Regions from separate parts of the Mus musculus genome. Here all the other regions are linked to region 3. Evidence: chromatin contacts called from public Hi-C and promoter capture Hi-C data. All regions are on one chromosome and are shown on one strand. Each heading gives the region's core, a stretch centred on a gene start, on an enhancer-like site or on the middle of the called end of the contact. The rest is flanking DNA. Distances are from core to core; before and after follow the strand shown.

What was found. Promoter capture Hi-C pulls out the DNA fragments that hold promoters and counts their contacts. Hi-C and Micro-C count contacts between places; a contact is called where the count stands out from the background.
Region 1: a promoter capture Hi-C map of neutrophils shows a contact between it and region 3, with 4 times the contacts expected there. The contact joins the promoter of Sema4d here to the enhancer-like site in region 3. A contact is called at or near these places in 8 of 39 promoter capture datasets (the C10 cell line, the HPC-7 cell line, embryonic stem cells and 5 more), 1 of 15 datasets of contacts at CTCF or cohesin (CD8 T cells), 27 of 484 Hi-C or Micro-C datasets (B cells, CD4 T cells, ECoMG-derived neutrophils and 19 more), 21 of 115 datasets of contacts at active chromatin or transcription factors (the 230-238 cell line, CD8 T cells, the HPC-7 cell line and 13 more) and 3 of 9 other capture datasets (adipose tissue, liver and pancreatic islet).
Region 2: a contact with region 3 is called in a Hi-C map of bone marrow-derived macrophages, with 44 read pairs. The contact joins two enhancer-like sites. A contact is called at or near these places in 1 of 39 promoter capture datasets (the 3T3-L1 cell line), 2 of 15 datasets of contacts at CTCF or cohesin (CD8 T cells and large pre-B cells), 63 of 484 Hi-C or Micro-C datasets (the 63-12 cell line, B cells, the BV-2 cell line and 42 more), 11 of 115 datasets of contacts at active chromatin or transcription factors (CD8 T cells, the HPC-7 cell line, T-cell acute lymphoblastic leukemia and 6 more) and 3 of 9 other capture datasets (adipose tissue, embryonic stem cells and liver).

The regions. Positions count from the first base shown.
Region 1 is chr13:51,791,935-51,795,228 of GRCm38.p6, forward strand. It overlaps Sema4d (sema domain, immunoglobulin domain (Ig), transmembrane domain (TM) and short cytoplasmic domain, (semaphorin) 4D), which reads right to left and starts at 1,744. Exons shown (of 16, transcript NM_013660.5): 1 at 1,563-1,744.
Region 2 is chr13:51,815,262-51,818,466 of GRCm38.p6, forward strand. No RefSeq gene overlaps it. Among named protein-coding and RNA genes, the nearest start is that of Sema4d, 23 kb to the left of the region's middle. Within about 2 kb of position 1,605, at least 84 of the 459 cell types and tissues checked have an H3K27ac peak or open chromatin away from gene starts, as enhancers often do. A contact at or near this core is called in bone marrow-derived macrophages, erythroblasts and microglia, where this site is marked.
Region 3 is chr13:51,709,216-51,712,597 of GRCm38.p6, forward strand. Sema4d (sema domain, immunoglobulin domain (Ig), transmembrane domain (TM) and short cytoplasmic domain, (semaphorin) 4D) reads right to left here. Exons shown (of 16, transcript NM_013660.5): 10 at 2,234-2,409; 11 at 1,985-2,141; 12 at 697-919. Among named protein-coding and RNA genes, the nearest start is that of Secisbp2, 59 kb to the left of the region's middle. Within about 2 kb of position 1,721, at least 38 of the 459 cell types and tissues checked have an H3K27ac peak or open chromatin away from gene starts, as enhancers often do. A contact at or near this core is called in bone marrow-derived macrophages, erythroblasts, hematopoietic stem and progenitor cells and 2 more, where this site is marked.

The DNA of each region.
Region 1 (3,294 bases), core at 494-2,993, 83 kb after region 3:
AAGGACAGACTTAAACAAGCCCATCACAGGAAGGCAGCCTCTGACTCTTGCCCTGGCTCCAGGTCGCACATCCATCGTGCAAGAACGGCAATGCCACAACTGGTATAGGCAACGTGTGTCTGTTTCTTTGGTTTACTTGCTGTGTGGACCAGCCAGACCTAACTGAGTCTTATGGTCAGGAAAGACAAGCTTTGCCCACACCAACATCCCTGCTCACTATTCTATCCATTCCGCTTCTCAACAGATGATCGCTCTGACGTGATGCACACAGACAGCAACGGTCAAAATGACAATCAGGCCATTATAGTCGCTACCGGGATCTACCCCCACCTCTGCCCAAGACTGCCTGCTTCTGGGACACTGTAAACATTCCCAAATAACCCTGCCTGCCTGGGCAGACAAGAGACAAGTCAGACGCCAGGGGCACATATGAAGTGACAGACCGCTGGTGTCACTTCACCCTCCTGGGAAGGAAACTTCCGTTTGGTAGCGCCTGGTAGACCCACAGCTGGGTCAGATGGCTGGCTACAGGCCCCCAGTCCAGTGAGAGGTTGGGCCACCCACGGGCCTGGGCTGTGCTCCACACAGTGAGGGTTTTCAAAACAAAAGCAGGACAAGTTCATGTGGCAAATGACCCAGTATGTAGGGGCAGGCCTTCACCACATGCTTCATTGAAAGCCAAAACTCCACATTCACCCACAGAGAGACTAAACAGAAAACATATAGAGGGCAGCTACGTGCTCAGCGCTGTTTTGTTTTTTGGCTGATTTTTTTCCCCAAGCCATAACTGGCTGAGCCCCAACAGAACCAGCCCCCTGCAAATCATCGGGCGCCAGCAACAGGTGCAGCTCGAGCTAAAGCTGGTGGTGGTTCCGGGCGGTTCTAGAATAACGCAGCCCGAATCTTCCAGGAAGCCACCGCCTTGCAGTGCCCACTGCCCGGCGGTGGCAACCTCACCGCGGCCGCACCTGTCTGAGTGCACCGCGCCACATCCGGTGCACCCGAGCCAAGGCCTGGGAGACCGAAATAGAAGCTGGTTAGGCCGGGGCTGGGAGCCCGGCTACGGGCACCGGGCCTGACCTGGGAGGCACCGATCAAGGAGTCAGCACCCGGGGGTCCCAGCGTGCAGGGCCTGGCTGGTCAAGTCGCATCCGCTGCCTGTCCCGTGTCCCTGCTCCAGCCACCTGCCTGCCAGGGCCTGGCGGGAGCTAGGGAAGGGACGCCGGAGAGAGATCCGGGCTGGGGTGGAACTGCAGAGAGGGTCTGGAAAACGCGGTGGAAATGTAGAGGGGGGTGAGGAATCCGGATGGGACTCAGAGGGGACCCAAAGGATCCTGATGCGAACGCAGAGGGAGTCCGGGGGCATCCAGGTGGGAATGCAGACTAGGTCCTAGCGGTGTGGGAGAACCTGGGGAAGAAGCTCGGAGAGGGATCCTGGGAGCCCCGAGGGGGTCGCAGGAGAGGCTCCAACAGGGTTCCTAGGTTTACCGCGGGGGCTCGCCGCGCTCCGCGCACCTGCCCAACCCCGCGCGCGCTCCTCCCGCGCCGGCCCAGTCGCTTACCTGGAGCGCGCGTCCGACCCGCGGAGGCTCTCGGCGGGGGCTGGCCAGGCCAGCTCCGCGCCAAGAATGGCGGCGGCGTTGGTGGCAGCGACGACAGAGGCGAACGGCGCCAGGAGCTTGAGTCGGGGAGGCCGGGAGACGCGCGGAGATGCTGCGGCGCGAGAGGGAGCGGAGGCCGGCGTGGGGAAGGAGGGCGCGGGGCTAGCGTGCAGGCCCCACCCCCTCTCCCTCCCTTCCCGCCTCCTCCCCTCCCCCTCCCGTCTCTTCCCTCCCTTCGCCCCTCCCCCTTCCTCCTAGTCCCTCCTCTCACCCCAACCTCTCTCCCTTCTTCCTTGCCCTCCCGCGCCCCGCCCCTGTCTTCACCTACCCCAGTCTTTTTCTCCTGCTCCCCTCTTGTTTCCTTTCTCCCTCCCTTCCTTTCCTTCCCCATTTACCTTCCACCACCTCTTCCTCTTTTCATCCAACTCCCTCGTCCTCTTCCCCCGTGTCCCCCCCCCCCCGTCCCCCATCCCCCAAAGCCCCATGGTCCAGACCCCAGGGGCTCTTTCCTACCCAAGTCTGGTCTCTTGAAAACAGAGGAGATTACCAGCAAAAGGAGCCTTTTGATCCTTTCAGCCTCCTAATGATCCAGCCTGCTCGTCCAGGTCCCCAAAGTCTCCTGTGCCCCATGCTCTGGGGTCACCAGCGTTGACCCCAGAGATGCTGGGCTCTTACCTTTATGATCTAGGATAGACCCTTTGGGGTTCTCAATGCAAGGTGTGGGTGGTTCTTCCCATGGACCAAGGCTTCCTGTATGCAGCTCCCGATGAGATACATTTCTAACTAATTCTGGGCCTTCCGAAGTTGGTTGGTACAAAGGGTAGACATAGCCAGGTCCTTAACATGCTTTCTGAGGTTGGTGCTCCAGAACCTATGATTAAAAAAAAACCCAGACAGTGGTGCTTTGTTGTAATCCCAGTGTTGAGGCAGAGACTATTGGTGGAACCCTGGATGGAGTTCACTGGCCAGCCAGCCTGCCTTACTTAATCCGAAGTCAGACTCAGATTTCAGTAAGGGACCCTGTCTCCTAAAACTAAGTGGACAACACCTGGGTTGACCTCATGGCATATTGCATGGGTACACACACACAGACACACACACACACTGCAGCCACAGGGCATGTCCTTTTCTGCCCTTGAAGGGAGAAGTGACCCTCAGTTCACACAGTAACTGGCCAGGTGGGAAGTGCTGCCCAGAGACACAGTCCCTCCCTAAAAGGAAACCCAGTTCCTTAATGAACCTGCCGGAAGAACCAAGAAATAGATCAAGACCAGTCTCTAGGCAGACTGGTGGCTTCCTGAATTCCAGAAGGCCCTTAGGGGCTTCCAGCAGGGATGAGGCTGTTGGGAAGGCAGGCAGCTGACAGCAGTTAAACTGAGCAAGCCCTTCCTAAAGGATAGAAGGTCCTAGAAAGAACCAGGAAGCTTCTTCAGGTTAGGTGTGCCAGTCAGTGCTGGCTCAGAGAGCACAATAGGCCTACTAGAGGTCAAAACAGTAGAACCAACCAGAGGAGGGTCGGTTGTCTTTGCTCTAGGGCTGTGTTTCTCAACCTGTGGGTCAAGAACCCTTTGAGGGTGGGAATTCGAAGGTCTTGTTCACAGGGGTCACCTAAGACCATTGGAGAACACAGATATTTACATTATAATTCATAACAGTAGCAAAATTACAGTTACAAAGTAGCAACAAAACTAAT
Region 2 (3,205 bases), core at 355-2,854, 110 kb after region 3:
AGCCTCTCTCATTTATTTCTTTTGAAAAGGAAATATTTTAAATTTTACGTGTGTGTGTGTGTGTGTATGCATGTATGTTTGCATGTGTGTGTGCATACGCCTGCAGCAGCCAGAACAGCTTTGCATTCCCTGGAGTTTTCATTACAGGAGATTGTGAACCATCCCATATAGATGCTGGGAACCAACTTTGGGTCCTCTGGAAGAGCAACAAATGCCTTAACTGCCAAGCGCCCCCCAACCCCCTGCTCCACCCCCCACCCCCACCCCGCCTCTCGGAGTCTTACTTTGTTGCCCTAGTGTCTTAGTTAGGGTTTTACTGCTGTGAACAAACACCATGACCAAGGCAACTCTTTTTTTTTTTTTTTTTTGAGACAGGGTTTCTCTGTATAGCTCTGGCTGTCCTGGAACTCATTCTGTAGACCAGGCTGGCCTCGAACTCAGAAATCCACCTGCCTCTGCCTCCCAAAGTGTGTGCCACCACTGCCCATCCCAAGGCAACTCTTATAAGGACACCATTTAATTGGGGCTGGATTACAGGTTCAGAGGTTCAGTCCATTATCATCAAGGCAGGAACATGGTAGCATCTAGGAAGGCTTGGTACAAGAGGAGTTGAGAGTTCTACATCTTCATCTGAAGGCTGCTAGCAGAATACTGGCTTCCAGGCAGCTAGGATGAGGGTCTTAAAGGCCACGCCCACCGTGACATACCCACTCCAAGGCCACACCCACTCCAACAGGGTCACACCTCCAAATAGTGCCACTCCCTGGGCCAAACCTAGTCAAATCATCACACCTAGTCTAGTCTTAAACACCCTGGCTCAAGAGCTCCCCCTGCCTCAGCCTCTCCGGTAGCTGAGACTACAAGGTACCTGCTTACTCTCCTCAACTTCCTTATTTTCTGTTCCCAGCTGGTTTTGCTTTGCTTTCTTCTCTGTCCTTTAATAACTTCCAGCACTTTATTTCCTTGCCTTGCCTCATCCTCCCGAGGCGAAGGTCTTCTGACTTTAAAGTATTGTGTTTATCAGTTAGAATATAAATAAACGTACAGAAAATAATGAGTCACTCATGAGCTCCATCCGGCTTCAGTGGGAGACCCAGACACAACAGTGCTTCCTGTTCTCATGGGATGGGAAGGAGGCCCTCAGCCCTGTGTCAAGAGTTGTCTGATATGACAGCGACACAGAAGGGTGACATCCAAATGAAGAACTCCAGGCGAGGATTTATGGGATCTCAGAGGCAAACTGATAGGTTTCTCTGGAATCATGCTCCCAGAAGAATAGATCAGAGAGAAGTCATCTTAGGTCCATGGGTAGTTCTGAGCCTGGCTCTGTCTGGTAACTTGGACCATCTGCAGAGGAGCTATCTATCATAGGCAGGCTGCCAGGCAGGAGGCAGCTGAAGGGCTGGCGGGAACAGCCATTTTCCAGAGCAGAAAGGGCTGCCTCTTGGCCTGGCTGGACACAATGCAGCATGTTTTCAGACTATAATTGGTGACATCCCCAACCAGGGACACAGTTAAGAGACACTGCTTTGCACAGGGTAGGACAGAGCTATGATTTAGACCCACCTCTTTGCTTACAGTCTTCAAGGCAAGAGAGCAGCCCAGGGGCTCCTGCCGTAAACACATAACATGTGTGCACACCCAGGATAACACGCATGAGGTTGGGCCATGCATAATAACAAGCCTTGCCAGATGGCTGGCTGCTCTGGGCCCGATTTTCCTAAGATGGCATTCATCACGTTGAGGGGGGTGGGAATACAATTTCTGCTCTTTCTAAATGAACACAAGTACGTTTCTATGCCATGATGTCATTTACACGACTGAAGGAAAGATAATTCCGGCACACATTTCTATCTGGTCTTTGAAATAGAATCAAGGCAAGTCCACAATGAAATTGGGCTCCCCAGCCAACAGCAGAGAGCATTCTTCATGGCTGCCTAGTTTTGTTCTTGACCCTCAGGTTCCATGGTTGACCGGAAAGCAAGATTCGGAAACCATGCTTGATTTTTTGCTTTGTTTTTGTTTTTAAGACCATAGGACTTGCTTGGTGAATTTTAGCCTGGTGTGAGCACCAGGCCTCTCAGAAGCAGCTATAGACACTTGATAAGAACAGCCACTTGCCTGCATTAGGCTCTGTCTGCAGAGAGCCATGGACTGTGGATCACTGTCTATGCTGCTGTCTTAGGGCCTCACTGATTGCTTCTGAACTTGACCATCTGAGGCAGTAGGCAGTAGTGTGATTGAGTCAGGCTTCCCCATTCCACTTCATGGGACAGTTTTCCTTCCTTTTCTTTCCTTTTTTTGTGAACATATACTGCTGTGTGTGTGTGTGTGTGTGTGTGTGTGTGTGTGTGTGTGTGTGTGTGTCTGTCTGTCTGTCTGTCTGTCTGTCTGCCTGCCTGCCTGCCTGCCTGCCTGCCTGCCTGCCTGCCTGTCGTCTGTCTGTTTTTCAGCTAGAGAACTCAGGAACTATCTATTTTTTGAGCTGGTTTTCCCACTGACCCAGGGACTCACTGGTTAGGCTGCCTGGCCCCTCCGGCACTTAGATTGCTAGGGCAAATCACCACATCTAGCTTTTTATTCTGTAGCTGCTGGAACTGAACTCAGTTCTTTATGCCTGCAAGGCAAGTACTTTACTGACTAAATGCTCTGCCCAGCTCCATTTGGGACCATTTCCCCGAACAAGGAACTCGTTTCTTTTTAGAGGAATTAAGTCATTTACAAAAATCATAAAACCCGCATAGCATACACTTGACCAGGAGGCAGTACCTAGAACAGCCCAGATTTGAGTCTTGGTGTCCTTCTTTCAAACTATAGCTAGGCATGGCCATTACTGCCCCAGTATCTGTAGGTCCTGTAGGCATGTACATGACTGTACAGACCATAAACAATTCAAACAAAAGACTCCCTGAGGCTAAGACCAGGCAGATGATGTGGCTGGGCCAGAGGATGTGTGAGCCTCATTCCATGATGAGGAGGGAAATAGGCACCAATCCTCCCTAGGGATTCCTAACTGCCCTCCTTATTGCTAGCCTTAGCCTCTCAGGCCCCAGCTCACAGCAAGACTGTGCCAACCTCTGCAAGATCCATGTGACAACTGTTGAGCCAGGTGCAGACTGGCCACACTGCCCAGAGGGAACCTTTCCCTAACCGCTGAGGCACCAGCTTAGACAGGTTAAAATGGGGTTACTCAAGAGGCTAAGAG
Region 3 (3,382 bases), core at 471-2,970:
CCACGCCCGGCAACAGAAATGAAACTAGGAGAGAGACTCCAGCCTTGGCGGCAACCACTCACACTCGTGGATAACTCAAGCCATCCCCTCAATGGGGCACTCAGAAGAGGACAACCCTGTCCTATGGTGGATTCCAATGACCTTCACCAACAAGGTTACACCCTGACACCTGAGCCACATTCAGTATAAGGTGGCCGTTGCACTTTACTGGTCTTCCAGGGGAGGTTAGGGGCCCAGGCAGGCAGACGAGGGCAAAATGTTCAAGTCATCTGGGAAGCTCTAAGGGTAGCCCCTGGGGCTCTGGCAGCTGCCATGCTCCAACTTTCCATCCCCATCCCAGAAGACATCTGAGAGAGAGTTGCATCTCCAAAGGCAGCTCGGGGCAGGACAGAACCTGGCTCCTACCTAGGAGGGGGCAGAGTCTCCCACTACCAATTAGGAAATACCAGGCCAGTCCCACTAGTCCCATGACAACAGGGACTATTTAACTCCACTCCAGCCCAGGTACGACAGGTTGGGACTTGCATTAGTAACCAGTGCCCCAGGTGCCTGATGGCCACAGAGACTCATAATCCCAGGTGCTGTGATACCTCAGAAATCCTTTTCTGCTGTCACAAACCTTCCTGGTACCTGGAGAGACCAAACCTACCTATAGATGGCTAAAAGTGAATTTCCCAATCTTACCAAGGAACCCACCTGTGCTGATGAACATGACGTCGTAGAAAGTCCCATCCAGGGCCTGGGTCCTGTCTACCACTATCTGGGTGTAGTTTACATCTTTTTTGATCAGCTTGGGTCTGTTGTCTATCGGGGTCACTGAGTCATCCATCAAAGGGTGGTCTTTTACAAACTGCAGTGTTTTGTCTGGGAGATTCAAGGAGCTGGTGTAGTTGGCTGCCCGGGCCTCACTGTCGATACACTGTGGGGTAAAAGCACCGCGGTCACATGCCCACTTAGCTTCAACTGAGCACACAGAAGAGAAGCCCTGGAGGGCCATGGTCACACTTCTCCAAAGAGTAACAGGGGCTAAGGTGACCTCCCCAGAGACAAAGAGCTGTGCTTTTAAAGCCACGGGACATAATTGTCTCAGGATCAGTAGAGGAATTAGTAGCCAATGAAAAAACTTAGCAAACTTCCAGATTAAAAAGCACTCATTTCACAGCTTTTCTATGAGAAGAAAGTATGCCAAAGGAAGCTTGTTAAATATTGTTATACAGACACACACACACAGAGAAAGAGAGAGAGAGAGAGAGAGAGAGAGAGAGAGAGAGAGAGAGAGAGAGAGAGAGAGAGAGAAAGAGAGAGAGAGAGAGAGAGAGAGAGAGGAGAGAGAGGAGAGAAAGCCAGATTCTGGGTAGCACAAAAGAAAAAAAAGTTGTAAAGAGTTTTTTTTTTTTGGTCCCAGCTCCCTAGCCATGTTTTACTGAACACCTGAATTATGAGTTATGAGAATAACCAGGTGTCGAGGCCAGACACTCACAGAACAGTCCATCCTGGGAGAGCTTCAAGAGCCAAGCCCCTCCATACCCACACCCATCCACCACGTGGCAACAATATGCAGGCAACCCTAGAATTTTCTTTACTAATTTACTGTATCTAGGAGGAAAGAATATGATTCCTGTTATCTAGTGGACAGGCTGCCTCAGGAGACAGCCCAGGCTGACAAACAGGTTTTTTTTGTCTGCAGGAAATGGGAAATGAAGCAAGCCTGCCATTGTGCAATGTCCACTTCTCAAAGGAGCCCGGCGGTAGACTCTCTCGTCCGGGCAGCATGCAGTGAGGCCTGCTACCCAACACAGAGGAGATCAGAAAGGAACAGCTTCACTGTTCACCCCAGGCCCGGCAGCTACTCAGCCCAGCACCCAGATTCCTGTTGCCATGCAACCCTCTGCCGGGATGCACTAGGATCTGTGTGGTCTCATGCTTGGGGGGCCTTGAGATCCAGAGAAGATGAGCCCTCCCCAGAGCTCGAGACCCTGCTTACCGCTCCAGGTCGGGGAGTGGGCACTGGGCCATTGTAGCGCACCCACTTGGTGTGAGACTGCTCCACTGTGGCACTCTGCATGTACTTTCCACGGGAGAAGACTGCCTCCACCGTGGCCAGTGTGTAGGCGCACACCGCTGACAGACCCACATTGTTCCTGTGGAGGGGAATCCGTGAGAGTGTCAGGAGGGCAGGAGGTCGTCAGGGTGACCAGGCCCCAACTGCCAAGGGACTCACAAGTGAACTCACAGCTGTGGGGTGAAGACCGCATAGAACACAGGCTCCTTGAGGCCCGGGGCCCTCAGCACAAACACATCCTGAAGTATGTTGAAGACCAGGCCACTGTCTGGCTTGGAGCAGATCAGCCTGGCCTTTAGGAAGGAGGTCCACTTTTTTTGCAAAGTCCGCAGGCCGCCCTGGTCGCCCTGGAATTCCAGAGACAGCACATGGTAGAGGCAGGACAGATGACTAGCCACAGAAGCAGGCGTCCATATGTCCCCAACCACGGCCTAGCCCAAGAATACTGAAGACAAGTTATGTAACCAAAGCAATACTTCCATGTGGGACAGGATCACAGAATACGAAAAGAGCCAAACACATTCAATGACAAGCAAAACCACCCCATCTGTGTCACATCAGCGTGCCACTGGCTTTGGCTCCTGCAGCATTCCCAGCTGTGACCCAGGAGTTAAACAAGTGATGGGAGGCCTCCTTCCCACCACAGACCCTGGCCCCGCAGACCATCCTAGGGCAAACACATGATCATCCACTAAGAGCTCCTTTTGTGCCCTCTTTGCCTGCTCAATCCTAGTCATTTTCAGGGAGCTGACGACTGAGACAACACAGACAGTTACAAACTATACTCCACTCTGGGCTGGAAAGAAATAAGGCGGCTCCCGTGTGCGTGATTGCATTTTCTGCAATTTCAGTTACCTGTGATTAGTGACACACTGAAAATATCACAAGTGCTCACTCTGACTAATTTTTTCCTCTTTGAGTTTCTTTCCTTTCATGTATGTGTGTATGTGCGGTGTGTCTCTATATGAGTGTTCGTGTGTGGGTGCATCTGGAGGCCAGAAGTTGATGTCAGGAACCATCCACCTTATTCTTTGAGGCAAGGTCTCATAATCAAACTCAGAGCTTGCCGATGAGGACAGCCCCACTAGCAGGCCCTATCTCCACTTTTCTACAGAGGATCCGCTCAGCATCTATAGGTTCTGGAGATCTGAACGCTGGTCCTTTTGTTTCCGTGGTAAGCATTTTAACCACTAAGCCATCTTCCCAATCCTACTTTGGGTCTCAAGAGAAACCATGCACATACCTCTAAAACTCTTATTGCTGGTCTCTTACTGTGCCTCAACTGTACATTAAACTTTGCCGCAGGGGTCTCTACCCATA